Regions from separate parts of the Sus scrofa genome. Here region 1 is linked to region 2. The links are chromatin contacts, called in public Hi-C maps. All regions are on one chromosome and are shown on one strand. The core of a region is the stretch at or near the end of the contact, and the rest is flanking DNA. Distances in the headings are between cores, read along the strand shown. Region 1 holds the start of MRPL37 (39S ribosomal protein L37, mitochondrial). Region 2 holds the start of PARS2 (probable proline--tRNA ligase, mitochondrial).

Region 1 (3,542 bases), core at 396-2,895, 550 kb before region 2:
ATCCTTAACCCACTGAGCAAGGCCAGGGATCAAACCTACAACCTCATGGTTCCTAGTCGGATTGGTTAACCACTGAGCCATGATGGGAACTCCAAGGCGATTATTTTATTTATTTATTTATTTATTTTTGTCTTTTTGCCATTTCTAGGGCCACTCCCGCAGCATATGGAGGATCCCCAGGCTAGGGGTCGAATCGGAGCTGTAGCCACCAGCCTAAGCCAGAGCCACAGCAACGCAGGATCCAAGCCGCGTCTGTGACCTACACCACAGCTCACCACAACACCGGATCCTTAACCCACAGAGTGAGGCCAGGGATCGAACCTGCAACCTCATGGTTCCTAGTCGGATTCGTTAACCACTGAGCCATGACGGGAACTCCAAGGCGGTTATTTATCCATCTCAGCCTTAAATTTATCTTCTCCATGTTTTACTAATCTCACTTTCCCTGGCTGTTTGGAAATTAGTAGAGAAGTTGGCCATGTCAATCATGAATTTTAAAGGTCCAGCTTCCTCTCAAAGACAAGCCTTCTCTCAGCCTTCTGCCTTTTCAGTGTAAGAAGCCAGGCGCTGACATCTGCTGTTGCCTCTGCTGCGATGATGCTCCTCACCCTCAGGCCCTGCTTCAAGGTCACCTTCTCTGAGCTCTGCTGAACCTTCCCCTTCTCATTCTCTAGCAGGTACTATGTTTATTATTAATAATACCTTATTGATTAATCACATATTATTATTTATTCATTCATTAAACACATATTGAGTCTGTGGCAGACGCTGATCTACAGGCAGGCTTCAGTGAAGAATCTGAAACCCGCGCACTCATGGAGCTTATATTCTAGTGGGAGAGTCATTACACAAGATCAAAATGGAAAACATGGCACGTTAGTGTTAAATGCGAAAGAGAAAAATAACTAGGGAAACGGGGTAAGAAGTGTGTGTGTTGTAATTGCTATTTATTTACTTGCTGTCTGTCTGTATCGCCTACTAACCTATAAGGTCTACGTCACATCTGTTTCATTCACCAGTGCAAACCTGGTGCTCAGCAGTGCCTGAGAGTTTGTCATTTGATAAACACGTGTTGCTCAAAGAGCAGGGTACACCTCCAGGTGTACCTCTGATCCTGCTTCTAGGAGGCGCAAAAGGAAATTCCAAGGAAAGAGGAGGAAAGGAACTCACTTTCAGCGCTGGGGAGGAGGCGAGCAGTACAAGCGGTCGGTGCAAGGACCACGCTCAAGCTTATCGTGAGAAGTGGTTGAGAGGAAAGGAAACCCACCACGTGCGGGACGCTGCGCAGCTGCGCTAGTTTAGGCACTTCTATCACTATTTTTACAGCGAGGGACTTTAAGGCTCAGAAGGACGTACCCTGCCCAAACTCCAACTGCCGTAAGAGATCAAGGTTGTCCTGAGTTCGAGTTTGAGGTCCTGGAGCTCTTCTCCTAGTCCCGTCCCAGCCCCCATCACAACCACTCACCTACCCTCCAGCGATTCCCCTCAGGTGAGGATCATGCAGGTTCCCCCCCCGCCCGCGGCGAAGCGGGCAGGGTTCCACCTGCGGGAAAGGAAGAAGGTCTGGGGGGTGGGGCAAGACAAAGATGCCCTGATTGTGATTGGTTAAAGCCGCTGCCACTCATAAACGGAGCCTTGGCGTTCAGCCCATTTCGTTCCCAGCAGGCCTTGCGCTCGGGAAGATGGTGGCGTCCAGGTGGAGGCTTTGAGAAGATCCGCTGGGTATGGCGTTGGCGTCTGGGCCCGCAAGGCGGGCGCTGGCTCGCCTCGGCCGGCTCGGCCTTGGGGGCTGCGGGGCCCCGAGACGCGGGGCGTACGAGTGGGGTGTGCGCTCCACGCGGAAACCCGAGCCTCCTCCCCTGGACAGAGTGTACGAGATCCCAGGACTGGAGCCCATCACCTACGCGGGGAAAATGCACTTCATGCCCGGGCTGGCGCGGCCAGTCTTCCCTCCCTGGGACCCCGGCTGGACGCACCCAAAGTTCCGCCGTTTGCCCCCGCTTCACGAGCACCCGCTGTACAAGGACCAGGCGTGCTACGTCTTTCACCAGCGTTGCCGTCTCCTCGAGGGTGAGGCCCCAGCACGGGCGGGAAGGGGCCTTGTTCCTCCACTCAGCACAGACCTCAATTTTCTGTGGCCTTGGGCAGGACATTGAAACTCTGTGGGCCTCAGGTTCTTCGTCTGTGAAAGGCGCCCGACATTGATTCCCATCTCCTGAAGTTGTCAAGATTAAGTGGGACGAAAAGAGCAGCATGTGTGAGAGAGTATTAAGAATTTTAGTGGCCAAGTGAAAATAACTGGTTTCTAGGCTTAGCCTTGCCTCTCCCTCTCTGTGATTTTGGTCAAGTGGCTGAAGCTTCCTAAGCCTCCATTTCCTGTGGCATGAGTTGTTTTTGACTAGGTGGAGCACATTGGCTGAGCTCTTGACACCCTCCAGATGTAACTATGTTTAAGAACTAGATGGGAGGGAGCTCCCCTTGTGGCTCAGTAGGTTAGGAACCCGATGAGTATCTGTGAGGATGCAGGTTCGATCTCTGGCGTCGCTCAGTGGGTTAAGAATCTGATGTAGGTCGCAGATGTGGCTCAGATCCCGCTTTGCTGTGGCATTGCTGCAGCTCTGATTACACCCCTAGCCTGGTGACTTCCGTATGCCACAGGTGTGACCCGAAAAAGGACTAGAGGGGAATTATAGTGCAAAGAGACGACAGAAAGAGTGCTTAATCTGCAGGCCTATCTCCTTTTTTCACAGGATTGGTAATTGTGACAGAGGGGATGTGACTTGCTCACAGCTGTGCTGTGGGTTACTAGTGAAGCCAGGCCTACACCAGGTCAGTGTCTCTTGTCAAAGGTCAGAGCTGAGATGTTTTTCAAGGAAAGGATCCAGACCTAAAAGCTGTCTAGTTCCCTTCTCCTTTATTCCTACTAGGAATAAGAACAGCTCGAAATAACTTGAGCCAAAACTATCTGTATGTCTATGGCAGTAGCAGAAATTGTTTCATTGTATGGGGGGGCTTGTTTATTGAGAGACCCTTTACTGATTTTTCTCCTTATTCTTCCTTAGTCCCTAAATCAGGATAGGGTTAGGGCTTGGCCTGAAAACACAAAATGGTCCAGGTAAGTGGGAGCAGAATTTTCCAATGAGTAATTAAGAAAGAAAGAGACCTGTCAGAATTTGGGGACTAAGCCAGCGAATAAATCCTAGGTTTGAAAAACACTTGAGTCAACCAGCCAGCCTCTTAAAGCTGCCCAAACCCTTTCCTGAAAGCTGGGCTTGCAGCCTTTAAACCCTTTCACTGTCCATACAGAGTGCTGAGAGGGACCTCACAAGAGTTGTCATCCTTGAGTGACCCTGGTAACATTACCAGGTAGATGAATTGCCATAGTTGCATTTTAGGAGTTAAATTAACTTGTTCAGGCTGAAAACATACCCTGTGCTTTTACCATATGCAGAGAGGTTCAGTAAAGTCTGTAATAAAACTTTGCAAGACACAGGGCTAGAGAAGCAGATTGGGATAATGGAGAGATCGTGGGCTTTAATGTA
Region 2 (3,673 bases), core at 445-2,944:
AGCTCTGCCTGATTTTATAAAATATTTACACATTCCTAAGGGCAGCACAATATCCCACTGATTAAATCAAAAACAATTCCTGGAGTTCCATCATGGCACAGCAGAAACGAATTCAACTAGGAACCGTGAGGCTGTGGGTTCGATCCCTGCCTCGCTCAGTGGGTTAGGGATCCAGCATTGCCGTGAGCTAAGGTGTAAGTCGCAGATGCCACCCGGATCTGGCGTTGCTGTGGCTGTGGCGTAGGCCGCAGCTATAGCTCCAATTGGACCCCTAGCCTGGAACCTCCATACGCTGAGGGTGCAGCCCTAAAATGACAAAAGACAAAAAAAACAAAAAAACAATTCTCTGGGGAGTTCCCGTGTGGTTCAGTGGGTTACAAACCCAACTAGTATCTACGAGGATGCAGTTCAATCCCTGGCCTCACTCAGTGTAGGCTGCAGACATGGCTCAGATCCCAAGTTGCTGTGGCTGTGTAGGCCCACAGCTGCAGCTTTGATTTGACCCCTAGCCCAGGAACTTCCATAGGCTGCAGGTGTGGCCCTAAAAAGAAAACAAAAAAACAAAAATGATTCTTCAGAGTTACCAATTTTTTCTGTTATAACATAATCTACAATAAACAGAAGGGTTTCTTGTTACATATTTGGGAGAGATTTTCAGGAATGAATTACTGAGTCAAAAAGTATATAAACCCTTTCAAGGTTCTTGATTTATTGCCGAATAAAACGAGCACCTCTAATCTCCAGCATATCCTCATGGAGCAAAGCTCTCCAGCCTTATGCCGAGAATGGGTTACTGACTCCCCTCAGCTCTGGGAAGGTCAAATTCCCCAGGTGGTTCCCTCCAGCTTTCAGCGGCTTCACATCCCACAGCTGGTCCACTCCAACCTCAAGCAGCTTCATCTATTTCCCCCGGGCACTGTACAAACAGTATCATTTCCTATGTGGCCTATGACCTGAAAAAGGATGGGAGCCCTAACGTGACTGAGTAGAAAAGTGCAGACTCGGGAGGCAGGGCATGCTGGTTCACTCCTGGCACCACCACTTAAGGCCCCACCTCAGGCCCGTGGCCCAAACCAGAAACACCTTCCCCTTGATTCCTCTCCAAGTAAATGAGTCTGTCTGTAAGATTTCTTTCATGTGCACGCCCTTCTTTCCGTCTCTCACCTTCCTTCCCAACTCGGGTTTGGAAGTCCCTCAATACAGCCTGCTACATTCCGGTAGCCCCGTGGATCTGAAATTCAAGCAAGCATCCGAATCATCTGGAGGGCTTATTAAACACTGATTATGGGGCCTCATCCCTAGAGTTTCTGATTCATTAGGTCTCGGAGATTTCTAACAAATCCTCAGTTACAACGACCCGAGGCAGACAAGGGAGGAAGTCCTGCCCCCATTTCACAAGGGAGGAAACAGACTAGGAGACAAGCATAATCCAAGAGTTTCAGTGACTGTGACCCAGCCCCAATCCAAGGACCGGAGGCACGTGAGAAAACGGACGCCAGGGTTCTAGGTCTCGGCGTCCAGGACCGAGCGCAGTCTTTGTTCCGCAGCCTCCCGCCCTTCCCTCAACCCTCAGCCCTCGCTGTCACCCATGCTCACCAGGTTTACTCCCTGCCAACTCGGCCCGCGCGGCGACCGCCGTGCCCGACCAGCGCGCGTGCGCCGGGGGCGTATCCACGTCAAACTCCGCCTCCTGTCCTTACCGCCAATCACAAAGCCGTGCTCGGGGGACTGGCCCCACCCCACGCTAGAGGTTTGCAGGAAACTTAGCCGCGGAGAAAGAACATGCTCGTAGATTGGCCTGGGCAGCAATAAGTAAATCACCATCCGGGAAGTGCCCTCTAGGATTTAGGGAGGTGTAACTCTATGATCAAGGCCAATTTCCCAGGTTTTGAGCCTAAAGTTCCCACCCACTGCCAGGGCCCGCCCCACTCTCGGAATAGGAGACCCGCCTTGGATGTTGTAACTATGACAACAGCGGGCCAAGCGAGTTTGAATCTATCCTGCGATTTTACAGGCTTTCAATTTAAATAAATTAAAAAGTTTAAACAGTGGAAATGAAGCACCTTTATTTCATCTTTAAGACACTAAGACAAACTTTTATTCACAAAATATTTTTTGAACAGCTGCCGTGTCCCAGCCCCTTGAAGAAACGGGGAATGGTGAACAAAACAGACAGGGTTCCCTGCATTCAGTGTAGCTTACATTCTAGTCAATAAATCAATACAGTGAAAGTTAAAGGGAGGCCAAAGATCTCAGGGGTCAAGATAAGTGGTATTTTAATGCAATTAAGTTTTTAAAAATAATGCAAAAACTCCATGATGCACAAATGGTCAAAATTTTATGTAAAGACAGGACCCATTAGTCAGATGGTGTTAAATACTGTGAAGAAAAATTAATTAGACAAGGGAAAGCATTGGCGGTCTGTGGTTGCCATTTAAAATAAAAGGATCAAGGAAAGTCTGATGGAGTAGGTGACAGTTTAGCAAAGACCTGAAGGAGCTGAGAGGGCCTTGCAGATATGGGGGGGGGGAAAGAATGTTCTAGACACAGAGAACAAAAAGTGCCAAACGCCCTGAGGTGGGAGCTGTGTATCATATGACGCTACCTAACTGGTAACCGCTATAGTTTATTCAGCGCCTAAAATGTACACGACCCAGTGCAAGACCCTGGTGGTTCTGATACTGGCCCCAAGAAGCTCTCAGCCCACCAGGATCTGCCAGGAAAAATACTGTGTGATCCGTGGTGTAATAGGGTGGGCTGAGGGGGCTGAGAACAGTCCTCTAGGAATGCTGGGAAAGAGGGCTTCCCTGAGGAGGTGAGCTTCAAGCCGACCCTGAAGGATGAGTGGAGGTTAGCAACACAAGAATGGCAGTGGGAGGGGATTGGAAGGTCCAGGACACACGCAGGCCCTGAATCAGGAAATGATGAGCCAGTGTGAGGGGCGTGGGATGGGGTAGGGTTTACATCTTTGTTTCCCTCCGCTCCCAACACCGTGCCTGATAAACAAACCAAAGCAGTGGTTCTTAAACTTGACCGCACTGGGAATCGCTCGGTCCCAGCCCCACGATGCTGGTCTTTGATCTGGGGTGGGCCTGGGCATCAGTACTTTAGACTCCTCCTTGATCCTAACATGAAGCCTGGGCTCGATCCCTGGCCTAGAAGAAGGGCTTCAGATAGCCTGGTGCAGGGAGGGGAGATGGGAGACGCATGTCATCGTCCTGGTCTTACAGCCGAGAAAAATACAGCTTGGTGGGCTCCATGACTGGCATCTGCTCACCAGCTGGAAGGTGGGGCAGAACCTGGGCTGGACCTGAGCGCTTCTGCTCTAAGAGCATCATTCAGCCACTGCAGCCCAGCTCTGTGCTCTGGGCTTTCCCCAAAGAAGGCAGTCCCCAAGGTCCCCATGCCTCCTCTCTAGAGACAAAAGGAGAAAAATCTTCAGGATCCAACGCAGCCTTAGACTTCTCCTGGCTCTTTATGCACTTTCTTACATCCCTTCCAATCCTGGAAGAGCCAGGCATCCTTCCTCTGCACCCTGAGGTGTTAATTATTTCTCAATTAGTAGTTCCTGGCTCTAGAGCATAGTGGTGTGGAGAGGCCTAATGACTTGCCATGTTTATACACCCCCACATCTTCAGAGCACTTTACCAATGGTAACTAATTAGTGCTCACG

What was found. A called contact is a pair of places that touch in the nucleus more often than the background predicts.
Region 1: a Hi-C map of liver shows a contact between it and region 2, with 6 times the contacts expected there. The contact joins the promoter of MRPL37 here to the promoter of PARS2 in region 2. A contact is called at or near these places in 1 of 5 promoter capture datasets (fetal liver) and 2 of 47 Hi-C or Micro-C datasets (heart right ventricle and liver).

What each region holds. Positions count from the first base shown.
Region 1 is chr6:158,141,632-158,145,173 of Sscrofa11.1, reverse strand. It overlaps MRPL37 (39S ribosomal protein L37, mitochondrial), which reads left to right and starts at 1,645. Exons shown (of 7, transcript XM_021096592.1): 1 at 1,645-2,070. The coding sequence starts at 1,725. LOC100622386 (NADH-cytochrome b5 reductase-like) reads right to left here and starts at 1,577. Exons shown (of 6, transcript XM_021096602.1): 1 at 1,466-1,577.
Region 2 is chr6:157,587,006-157,590,678 of Sscrofa11.1, reverse strand. PARS2 (probable proline--tRNA ligase, mitochondrial) reads right to left here and starts at 1,694. Exons shown (of 4, transcript XM_003127972.3): 1 at 1,597-1,694.